Regions from separate parts of the Zea mays genome. Here all the other regions are linked to region 3. The links are chromatin contacts, called in public Hi-C maps. All regions are on one chromosome and are shown on one strand. Each heading gives the region's core, a stretch centred on a gene start, on an enhancer-like site or on the middle of the called end of the contact. The rest is flanking DNA. Distances are from core to core; before and after follow the strand shown. Region 1 holds the start of LOC100381572 (putative leucine-rich repeat receptor-like protein kinase family protein). Region 2 holds the start of LOC100280734 (cell division cycle protein 23). Region 3 holds the start of LOC100191604.

Region 1 (3,917 bases), core at 396-2,895, 140 kb after region 3:
TCCCTTGGCAATGCCCAGAGAAAGGTTGCAGACTATGCTCCATCTATGAGACTCCTCGATCCCCTCTGCAAATGTTAGCAACAAAGCAATTAGCTACCGCCATAGCTGATACCGAAAGGATGTTACACAACAACTTCATTTATCAACTATCTGTTCAGAACATCAATTGATACCGAAAGGATGTTCCTAAACTAGATTTCGAACTCATTTGGGTCGACCCTTTCAATTTACTTTTGAGCTTTTTAAAAATGACGTCTAACACACTGAAAAAATGACGATTTCAGATCGAATGCAAAACAATTACGCTTTGATCATGCTAAACACAACATGCAGCGTGAAGAGCAAAAAAAAAGTGTCATAGCAATGATGATGATGCAAGGTGGGTGGCAAACTGGCAATGCAAACAGCTGGGATATGTATAGCGTACCGCCGTACCCCCATACATATGGGGGTGTGCTGGTACTCGTATAGCATTGTCGAATACAGGTGCGAGATCTTGTTTTGACGGTGGCCTGAGATGATATTTCTAAAAGTACATGTTTAGATTATCAAATCTGTCGACAATAATTGACCAGATGACGCAACGCAACAAGTACTAAGGCTCGTGTTTGAAATGCGATTTAGCATAGCGCCATAGCCGCTGGAGGGGAGGAAAAACTGCTTGAACTGCAGATGTAGACGAGAGACTAGGAAGAAGCGAAGAATGCAAAAGCGTAACCAACCTTGCAAGAAGCGGTGGAGCGAGCCGGCGGCGTAGAAGGGGTGCACGAGTAGCTTCTCGCCCCTGGGGCCGACGTACACCGCGCGGAGCGGCACGAGGTTCGGGTGGCTGACCGCGCCGACCCTCCGCGCGGCGGCGTAGGCCTCCTCGGCGGCGACGGCGCAGGCGGGGCGCACGAACCGGAGCAGCACCGCGGCCTCCCCGGACCGCACCGCGGCGCGGTACAGCGTGCTGTGCGCGGACTTGGCGACGACCTCCCCGGGCGCCTCGAGGATGGTCGCCACCGACAGCGCCTCCCCGCCGGGGAACGTGACGAGCGCGTGGGCGCCGCCGCCGTGCGGGAGGCGGTCGGCGAAGGGGCCGAGGTACGGCAGCGCGCCGAGGCGGTCGGCGATGGGCGCGAAGTAGGGCAGCACGGCGCTCCCGCTGGGCGCGCGGCGGCGGAGCCAGGCGGGCAGGGAGGCGCCCGACGGGAACGGGACGTGGCGGTCGAGGCGCAGGCCGCGGCGGAGGCGCGGGCGGAGGAAGCGGTAGAGCAGGTAGGCGAAGAGGACGCCGACGATGGGGAGCAGGATGGTGTTGCTCCGGCCCGTGCGCACCGGCTCGTGCGACGGCGTGTCGGCCTCGGCCGCCCCCGCCATCTCCATCTCGCGCGTCCGGCTCTCTCGGGGGTAAATAGACGCTCTCGGAGGGAACGAACGACAGGAAGCTACTCGCGCGCCGGTGGCCGGTGGGGGTGGTCGCCGCGCTCTCACGTCAGGTTCGTCGTGGCGAAGCTAGCTAGGCAAGGCACGGCAAGTCGGCAACGCCAACGCGAGCTCTTCGTTTGCTTTGCCGTGCTCCGCTGAGTTGCTTGCTTGCTGCTGCTGCTGGCTTTTTCCTCGCGCGGTGGGAAGGGCGGTAGGCAAAGGGAGGAGCTCGGCGCGGAGGTGCGTGGCTGGCTGTCTTGAGAGATTCTTGTCGCCTCGGCTCGAGGCCTTTATCACTGTGCGACTGAGACTGCGGGAATGCGGGGAGCTTTCGGCTTGTTGGCCTCTTTTTTTAGTTAATGGTTTTTTCCTTTCGAGCAGTAGGGGCAGCCGGGCAGGGCCGCAGCCCGCAGGGTAGTGGTAGGCGTTATTGAAAAAAAAATCGAGCCAAGGTCGTTCGAGCTCGGAGCGGCTTGATTCGGTTCAAAGTAGTGAGTCTCAAACAAGGTGAGCGAAGCTAGTTTCTCAAGTCCTGTTAGTGCAACGAGTCGAGCTAAGCTATCAGATAAAGCAACATACACAATACCGATTAATATTGGATAATTATATAGATATCTAATTTGTGTTTTTAGTCTTTAATAATGAATATATGATAATTTATAATTTAGATAATTGTAATGTTTCATTATGATCTATATTTCTTATTTATATATTATTTATTCCATATATAATACAATATTATCTATTAAGTTGTAGCTAGTAAGCCGAACCGAGCCGGCTCGCAAGCCGAGTTCTGTTAGCTAGCGAGCTGCAACGAGCTCGTAGGCCACTCGGATCTGGGGCACATCTCGATGAGCCTTTTTCTCATTGAAATTTGGCAGATCTAGAGGGGTTAAAGGTTTTTGAGTAGCACATTCAAGACCTGGATTTGATTTCTTAGCCTTCAGTGGATTATGTGTATCCTTTAAGTGACGACTCCATGCATTAATACCGGGGACGGTCTTTTCCGTCCAGCTGAGTTTTTGTTTGTCATGGCTGACACGGGCCACGGTGGATGGTGGCTTCGGCAGTTGGATTTGGGACTTGGGAGTAGGGCTAGGGCGGGACTAGACTAGACTAGCGGACAGAAGGTATCCAATTCCCATCGCGCGTACCGTAGTTACCTTGGGCCTAAGATGCTGGTGCCGGAAACAGGACGCTCGCAGATGGACGGCGGGGCCGGTCCCCGCGTTGGTTGGCTGCCAGCTTCTCATCAGTGTAACGGAGTGGCGGAGGGATCCGCTGGGACTTCGTGGAGGGTCAGTGGCTGTTGGATCGAAGCTTAACGGCGCGGATGTGATAGATTCCGGGTAACTGCGTGGATATGAGGGTAGTATAGTACCTGCATGGCTGCATGGTAGGTACTCATGTACTGTACTCTCGTCAATTGAAGTCTCTGGTGGTGCATTAAAAATTGACGGAGTGGTTCATTACTACCGCTGCTGTAGTACTGGCGACGGGGGAGCAGAAGGCACACGTAGATCTTCGTGCAATTACTTTTCTGAAGGACAGTTCGTTCTATTTTGCCGATTGTCTGTCTTATTATCTGTGATGGGTGATTGCACATGTATCTACGAGCACTCTCGTTGAACAGGCTCCACCCTGCGTTCGCAGCTTCGCATTCGTAACCACCGCTTCCATGGCTTCACTAGGAACAAACATAGATTATGGTTACACACTGCCAGCTCGATGTTTAGGCACACCGCTTCCATGACAGACGTACGTGCCAGACAAAATCATAATGGCCTGATTGGTTGCCGTATCTAGGCAGCATGGCCGAGCGAGCCAGGCCCGCGGCAGCCTGGCTGTGCATCGCGTGAGCCTGGCTCCACAGATGCGCAGATTTTGGTCGCATCTCCAGAGCCTGGTCCGAGCTCCTTTTTTGCATCGCGAGACACAGGCGCTGATGCATATGCGGCAAACCAAACAAGCGGCAAAGTAGCACGCGCCTGGTTACGTGGATGCAACCTACAACCAAACACACTAAGGCCGCATACTGTGAGCCTGGTTGGCCTATATGCGGGCAACCAATCAGACCCATAGGTGCCCGGTGTTCCAGCTGTTTCTTGATAGGCGCTTGCTCGATGTTTAGGCACACCGATGGACACAAAAACACAAATGTACGTGCCTTTTCGCGCTGCCGTTGGAAGGTCACGCTCTTCTCAACCACGACGCCTACAAGTGATTTACACAGCCAGTCAGCCACCGTGCATTATTCGAAAACACTTTCAGCAATGATGCATACGTATGCTTGGTACACAAGCCTTGGGAGTTGGAAGAAGCGACCATGCATGCGTGTGTTGGCGTGGACAGGTCCTTTTCAGTGTTCGGTGCCGTTTGCTGGGGTTTTTCCTCACAGCATTCATTGATGTCCTGCATCGGCACTCGGCAGCAGGGCATCGCTCCTTGCATGCACCAGAAGGCTCCTGCGGGTTGTGCTGTGCTTGTGCACGTCGCGCGGACTGTTC
Region 2 (4,171 bases), core at 1,344-3,843, 190 kb after region 3:
TCGACAATGTCAAACACAACTTGCTCAGTTCTAGTGTTGTTGATGAATCCGAAGGTCACTGACATGGTGATCTTGCCCAGTGCTACAATCTGCCTTCCTCCGAAGCCATAGAGAGGGTGTGTAGCATCATGAATCTTATCTTCTGGCTCTTGCATTTGCCTGAAGGCCTTAGCAAATATGATATCAGCTGCACTGCCTGTATCAATCAAGACATTGTGGACCAAAAATCCTTTGATAACACAAGAGATAACCATGGCATCGTTGTGTGGATAATCCTTGAGTTGAAGGTCCTCTTGGGAGAAGGTAATAGGAATGTGAGACCATTTCGACTTGATGAAGGGTCCTTGCACCCCAACATGTTGTACCCTTCTCTGTGCTTCCTTCTTCTGCTTCTTGTTGGCTGGCTCTGAACATGAACCGCCTGTTATCGGGAGTAGCAGCTTCGGAGCCGAAGCAGCTCCAGCTTGATCGTTGAACGAAGCCATCAGCTCAAAAAAAGTGGAAGTGAGTTCACCGGAGGTGGGCGCCAATGTTGGAGACTTGTTCTCAAATGCTATGAATTAAGAACAAGGCAACATGAAATGTTAAATGTCAACGTCCTTCGTCCACGAAGCATTATTCCCTTGAGGATAATGAACCTTGGACAAAGGTTAATGAGAATATGATTACGAAGGTTAAGTCTTCGTAATCTAATTTTAATAGATTATACCAAATAATATAAAATAAAGGGTATCAAAGATAAATGAATCATAAATGAATCATATTTTGATATATTAAATCATTGAATACAATTATACCTCTGCCTTGACAAAGATTGATTCCCAAATGATGCGATTGCAATTACAGGAATCCGTGAACAGTAAAGGAATACTGTTCACTATTTATAGGCACAGGACACAGCCTGTGGGGAATTACAATTATGCCCTTTATAAAAGTTTACAACATTGACTCAGGCCTTTATGGACTAAAAAGGTCATTCTATCTTTAAGTCGGTTTGTAATACCGAAGATTCATGAAGAGGAACCTTCGACCATCTCATACAAACAGCTTCAGCCGAAAGCAGCTTCTTCCTACAAGACCTTCGGCGACGAAGCATAGTCCCAACACCAAATAATGCAACGATAAGTACCAGAATATGGCTCGCGAGCCGAGCTCGTTCAGACACCGAGCCGAGCCGAGCTCGGCTCGGCTCGTTTCCAGCCCTACTTGCATATCTGAGTTCTTGTTTGTATGCTTTAAATTATTCCGCCAAGTAGAGTTCCCTGCAATGTTTGTTATAAAAAATGAATGTTAATTTCTTCCAAGTTCAGGTCACCACCACTAGCAGCAATCACATTCCGTGGTCTTGTATTGTACACAACAAATGAAAAACGACAGTTATTCATTCTAATTGTAAAACTATACTTAGTTTAGTAAACAATTTATATGGCATTGCCTAATTTGAGTGCCATCTTTACAGGTTGTAATCTCTAAAGAAGTAACATATGTCTCCAACAACAAAGGGTCCATTTATGTTTTTATGGTTTGAAGCTCCTGACTTGCTTCAGGAAGATTAGTACAAGCTTTGTTGTTTTGATCCCTAGCTGTAGTTAGTCCTGGGTGTAGTTGGTAAATTTGTGTTTGGAAATTGATCCAGACATGTGCTTTTAGTGTCTGTCCATGTAAAAACACAGTTAGATCTTATTACTTTCCATTCCTGGCTCTGACAGAATGACTTGCGAGACTGTTCTATGCTATTAGTTTTCATATTTGTTAAGTGAGTGTTTGTTTGGGATTATAATCTATCCAGATTATATAATCTAACAAATTTTGAACTAACATTCACGTTGTTAATTTGTTAGATTATATAATCACGAATTTTATCTTAACCGGTGTAATCACGTTGCCTGTCGCCAGAGTCCTGAGCTATTGGAGGCTTGTCAATTTATGTTATGTGTCATCACACGGGCACATACCTAGTATACTTAATAATAGTAATTGATATAGCTTCATTTCATAATTTTTAAATCCAAAATTGAAGTATATAAACCTGGATGCCAATTTTACAATAACAACAACTAAATCATTTCTTTACCGTTATTGTTATTTAACTTGATCTATGACATCTACATATACTCTTGCAAGTTCATCCAATGTGTGGATTAGATAGTGCCTACATAGCGACGATCATGCGATGGTAAAACCAAAGACAAATACTTGGTAAAAAAATAGATCAGGCTTGCGAATTAGGACGTGAGGTGTGGCTTGCACAAGACCGAGGGTGGATCAAATCTGTCTCAAGGGCAAGAAGGACTAGCCAACCAAGTTCTGCTGCCTCTGCGGCTCTGCATACGTGTAATACTAGCAGTAGCTCAACGCCTCAAACAACCAAAGGCTAGAAATATACGTATGCATAATGCATGCGGTCCCCGATAACGACTGACCAACCATAGCACATAGCAGGCCTGGTTTTGCCATTCTTCGTAGTCAGGCCCAACCTAACGAAGTTCTGCCTCCGAAGTCCGAACTCGGTCCAAATTCCTACACCAGCACAAACCTCAAACCTCAGTATCATCATCGCCGCCTTCCACTCCACGGTTCCACGTATCGCAAGAATTCAAATAATTTTTGCGCTCTCGCGTCGATCTGCTTCAAGCAAGCCCCGACCGGAGCCATGGCTTCCGCCAAGGAGAGCTATCGCGCCGAGCTCCGCGCCTCCTCCCGCCAGCTCAGCGAGCGCTGCCTCTACTCCGCCGCTAAATGGTATGCCCCCACGTCAAAATCCCCTCCTCAAACCCTAAACCCCGAACCCTAACAACCCCCCTCGCAGGGCCGCCGAGCTGCTCGTCGGCGTAGAGCTGGATGCGGCCCCGGTCCCTTCGGCCGCGATGGACTCCCCATCCTCCTCGTCCGCAGCCTCCGCGGGGCGGCTATTGCACCTTCACCGTAGCGGGGGTTCCAGCTTCCGCCACCGACCCCGCCCCGGCGGCGGCAGTAGCTCGGAGGCCGGGACCCCGCTCGGTGGCGTGTCATACGTCAGCACGCCCATCCCCGACGACGACGCGTTCGATTCGGGCGGCGACAAATACCTGCTGGCCAAGACCTATTTCGACTGTCGGGAGTACCGCCGCGCCGCGCACGTGCTGCAGAACCAGGTTGGGCGTAAGGCAGTGTTCCTGCGATGCTACGCGCTCTACATGGTGAGCTAGGATCAGCTTCTTACTTGCTGCGTTTATTTTCTCGGTGCATCTGCGTGTTTTCAGATCTAGGATAGGGCGAGTGGTGTTTGATGAGATGCCTCAGTAGAGCTGCTGCATTGTAGGTGAGATTTGGTTAGTAAGATGTTTTGGCATTTCTAGATACATAGTTTTTTTACCAGTTTATATCTCCGAGCGTAACAAAATCTATGAATCTAGAAAAGTCAAATCATTTTATAATTTGGAATGGAGATAGTAGTACTCTTTTGTCTTTTATTTATGTGGATCGACATGTTTTAGTGGCTCAGGAGTCTGTTTAGTTACTTCCATGTGAGAATGGAGTGGTTACTAAAATCTGGTTTATTGTGGTTTTACCATTTTACCTAAAAGACCGAACAGAACTTTGCAGGACTAACGAGTAATAAGAGCTGTTCCAACTTGTGATGGTCCAATTTATGGGTTCTGTATAGTGCTTTGTGCTCATGTACTTCAAGCGAATTGAATGGTTTGACATTTATAAAACCTCTGGTCATGTATTCCACATAGCTATTGGTTTGCTATTTATTGATAAGTTGTTAGCTCTATGAGCATAAGAAATAATGGAAGATGTGAACCAATGATTCCTTCCAAGTAGCAGGGAAGTTTCACTGTGATGATTGAATTTGATGGATATATTACATTCAATCAAGAAATTATAATTATAAAAAGGAACAAACCCAGTGCCAGAGGCTCCCATATGAGAGGTGGTCTGGGGAAGGGTTAAACTGAAGCGTCCCCCAGAAAATACGGAGAAGCTGCTTCGAACCTATGATCTGGTGACTTATTGGGATAATTCTCACCACCACCAGACCTTTGAGGGCTTAAAACTAAGTCCCTTAAATGATTGACAATTTCTACTCAATGCTGATACTTGTACACGAAAGCTATGCTCTGCCATAAATTCTGGCTATGCCACTTGTAAGTTGTAACTGCTATGGAAATTATTCGTGTTTGTT
Region 3 (3,833 bases), core at 537-3,036:
AACAAACCTCTTGTGCCAATCGTTCACCCATCACATCAACACCATCTAAAGTGAGCTTGTGCATGTTGCGGTTGCTACCTACACATTTAAAAAATCATTGAAGTAAGCATAAGAAAAGATTACAATAACACAGAAACATCGCCACAATCATCTTTAATGGTGCAACTTTCTGCATCATCAGTTGCACATGGCTAAGTATATATTCTTCAAGGAAACAAGATTCCAAGAGCCAAACAAACCATAGAATATAAGATAATGCTCCTATCTTATTTCTTTGTAAGTTGAGTGCCATGTAACAACAAACCAATCATTTGTATCAAGCACACATAATCTGCCAACAGGAACAGCTTGAAAGAAACTTTCTTTTCTTTTCTGGTTGCTCCCTTATTTTGATCCCTGGTGTGATCGTAACTTTCATCTAAAAGTGTTGGTGTTTGTATGAATTGCACCTAGCCAATATGGTTTTGGGGGCATCGCCTAGGCATTGAGGCATACCCCATCCACCACAGGACACCACAAGGTTTTAGCCTCCCTCCCTCCCTCTCTCTCTCTCTTAATGTAATGAGACACAACTCTCCTGCATGTTTGAGAAAAAAAATCAATGCATCAAGCCATCAACCAAGCACCTCAGGTGTAAAGGCCAGACGCCACTTGAAATCAAATGCATGAGTAAACGGATTGGTAATTGTGATATGCTAAGTTGTCCAATTGGCATTTGAAAAAGTACAATACAATGGACGCTGGTAGATATAAAATTCACAGCTCATGAGATACTGTCAATAAAAATTGGAGAACACAATGAGAGAGCTTACAATGAACTATAACTTTGTCTGAGAGCAGTTTACCAAACTGCTCAGCTCCAAACTTCCAATCTGCTGTGCTGTACAACAAAATAATGAGTAAGGATCAATACATTGGCCGAAACAACTAAACTGCTACGGTGCTACCTGTACCAAACAAGGCATAAAAAGATCACTAATATATAGCCCAAATGCATATACATGATGTGAATGCACCGAAATTTTACCAAACCGTGTTTCATTTTGGTACTACTCTATTTAGTTATTCTGAATCCATCAGCATGGGAATGGGCATACTTTAGCGTGGCTAGTTGGAACTGCCAACCTGCCCATTGCAGATCTCATGGCGTCACCGCACGAGACACCCCGATTCGTTAAGAGCACATTTTGCGTCTTCAAACCACTAGTTTACCTTATTCATTCAGAAAAACATAGGAAACTTGAAGCAACGATCATCCCGGAAAGGCGGAAACTACTTTTGCAACCCCGCGCCGCAGCGAGGAATTAATCCAGATGATGGTCAGAGCAATCAGAGAACTAACCAGAAAAAAAAACTCAACGTTCTCGAAACAACCAAAATATTTTCCCCGCGTGAAAAAAGCGTACGGCAATAAGTTTTCTCGGAGCAATTAAGAACTGAACTCGATCAATTACGCCGCTAAATGGAAGGAAAATCAGCTAAACAAAGGAAGCGGCCGAACCTCCCGACGATCCCGTGGACCATGATCACCAGATGGTCGGGCCCGCCGTCGGCTTCCGCCAACCCCTTCTCGGCCACCGCCTCCCGCCAGTCTCCTCCTCCCAGGTCACCCATTCACGGAGTCACCCCACCTCGCAGAGGCGGCGCACCTGCGGAAAGGCTTGTGGGTAGGGAGCGCGGAAGGGGAGCTCGAGCAGGGCAGAGGAGGGCGACGGGAAAGGGGAAGGTGTCTTTATAAGGGCGGTGGGTTTGGTTTGGCGACTCGCGACGCGGATGCCAGACTCCGGAGGCGAAACGAAGCTGACAACGGGAGGAGGAAACGGCCGTTTGGGGAGAGCGGATTGGGATTGCTGTGGTGTGGGGCTGTGGGCTCTGGTTGGAGGTTGACAGCTGACAGGTGGGGCTCGCGGCAGGCCAAGGTCCAAGGGGAGGCCATCTGTCAGCTCGTTTGGTCTGGTCTCTAGGAAGGGAAGGCCTGTGCGTCCAACCACCGACCCGGCCAACCACCGACCCGCTGGAGGTTTGATGAGATGACCGTGGCATTACATGACTGGTCACGCAAAGGGGTTACTGAAAAAGTGAAAAGAAATGTTTTTAAGAGAAAAACCGACATGTTAAACTGGTAAATAAAAACAATCTACAACAATACACCAACAACAAACTGACAAACACCTAGAACATTTACAACTCAATTTAATGTGGGTCTCTTAGGTACTAGTCTTTAGACCATCTCCAAGTGCAGGACCCAAATTAGAAGATGCAAACAGTCGTTTGAGTCTAAAGCCCAAAAATCCATATACGATGCCTCCAACTGTAAAACCAATCCGCCGAGGATAGTTTGCTTCGCGCGTTTGTAGGGAGGGCGGTTGTCGCCGCCACCCTGCGCTGGCACCTGCAGTCGCAACATACCCGCTGCACCACCGAGTCCCAGCACCCTACACCGCCGTGCCGTGCGTCACTGCGCCACCAAGCCTTTGTGTTGCCGACAGTTGCTTCCAAAAGCAGTTCAGCAGAGGTAATAATCCATGTGTCACATTCCTAATCAACCTAATGTGATCTTCAATTTGATGGGTATCATCATCTCTTTCACATGGGTCTTTCTTCGATCTATTCTATTTTGATGCTTTGACTCCCTAGTGTGTCGTCAATGGATTTGGAATTGAATGATTGATTTAGGTTGGTCGAGAATAGGTTGAAGATGATGAGCTGGTGAACTGATCTGGTCTCTCTGTTTAAGAAGTTGCAAAGCTGAATGGATGGGCGGTGCGTGACGATTGTTTGAAGCGCCAAGTTCAGTTTTCATCCATTGAGACTATGGCAAATTATATGGTGCACGATTTCCTTAGACTCTCTGATCATGGAAGTTCTAGCGAGGAAGAAGAAGTTGCTGCCATAGTGAGTAGAAGATTGGGCACGAAGAAAAGAAGAGTAGGTTCTGTGTTCGGGCACCACGTGGTCTATCGTGATCGACAAATGGGTCACATTAGATTATACAATGACTACTTTGTTGATCAGTCTGTGTACCCCGATGAGCTTTTTCGCAGACGGTACGTGTTGGTAAAAACTAGATTGCTAATATTTAGTTATTTTGGTGTTCCATCTTTTGAAATGATGATCTAATTAATTACAGTTTCCGAATGACAAAACGGCTATTTCTTCACATTCTCGAGAAGATTAAGATATATGATGAGTATTTTGAGCATAAGATTAATGCTGCTGGAGTCGTAGGGTGCTCGCCGTTGCAAAAGATGACTGCAGCACTACGTATGATTGCTTATGGAGGACCAGCTGATGGATTAGACGAGTACTTGAGAATGGGAGAAAGCACAATTATTGAAAGCCTCAAGCGATTTACAAAGTCTATTGTGGTTGTATTTGGCCCTTCGTACCTTAGGGCTCCAAACAATCTGGAGGTTGCACAATTACTAGCTAAAGCCGAAGAACGGGGTTTTCCCGGGATGCTTGGAAGTATCGATTGCATGCACTGGAGATGGGAGAAATGCCCCCACAGCTTGGCAAGGGATGTACACAGTCACTATCAGAAACCAACTCTAATCCTTGAAGTCGTCGCATCACACGACCTTCGAATATGGCATGCATGTTTTGGCTTGCCAGGGTCCCACAATGATGTCAATGTGTTGCATCGCTCACCCGTATTTGATGACCTAGCATCTGGTAATGCCGTCGAGGTTAACTTCACAATTAATGGCAACCAATATAATATGGGATATTATTTGGCAGATGGCATCTACCCAGACTGGGCAACCTTAGTGAAATCAGTATCCCTTCCCCAAGGTCGGAATAAACGTTTTTTTGCTAAGAAGCAAGTAGAA

The links. Hi-C and Micro-C count contacts between places; a contact is called where the count stands out from the background.
Region 1: a Hi-C map of endosperm shows a contact between it and region 3, with 2.5 times the contacts expected there. The contact joins the promoter of LOC100381572 here to the promoter of LOC100191604 in region 3. A contact is called at or near these places in 4 of 25 Hi-C or Micro-C datasets (ear, endosperm, leaf and 1 more).
Region 2: a contact with region 3 is called in a Hi-C map of ear, with 2.7 times the contacts expected there. The contact joins the promoter of LOC100280734 here to the promoter of LOC100191604 in region 3. A contact is called at or near these places in 4 of 25 Hi-C or Micro-C datasets (ear, endosperm, leaf and 1 more).

What each region holds. Positions count from the first base shown.
Region 1 is chr5:195,958,141-195,962,057 of Zm-B73-REFERENCE-NAM-5.0, forward strand. It overlaps LOC100381572 (putative leucine-rich repeat receptor-like protein kinase family protein), which reads right to left and starts at 1,646. Exons shown (of 2, transcript NM_001174397.1): 1 at 723-1,646; 2 at 1-65. The coding sequence starts at 1,368.
Region 2 is chr5:196,005,064-196,009,234 of Zm-B73-REFERENCE-NAM-5.0, forward strand. It overlaps LOC100280734 (cell division cycle protein 23), which reads left to right and starts at 2,594. Exons shown (of 4, transcript NM_001153654.1): 1 at 2,594-2,742; 2 at 2,810-3,179. The coding sequence starts at 2,654. It overlaps LOC118472089 (a long non-coding RNA gene), which reads right to left. Exons shown (of 2, transcript XR_004849645.1): 2 at 744-1,262.
Region 3 is chr5:195,817,507-195,821,339 of Zm-B73-REFERENCE-NAM-5.0, forward strand. It overlaps LOC100191604, which reads right to left and starts at 1,787. Exons shown (of 10, transcript NM_001367112.1): 1 at 1,502-1,787; 2 at 813-880; 3 at 8-78. The coding sequence starts at 1,614.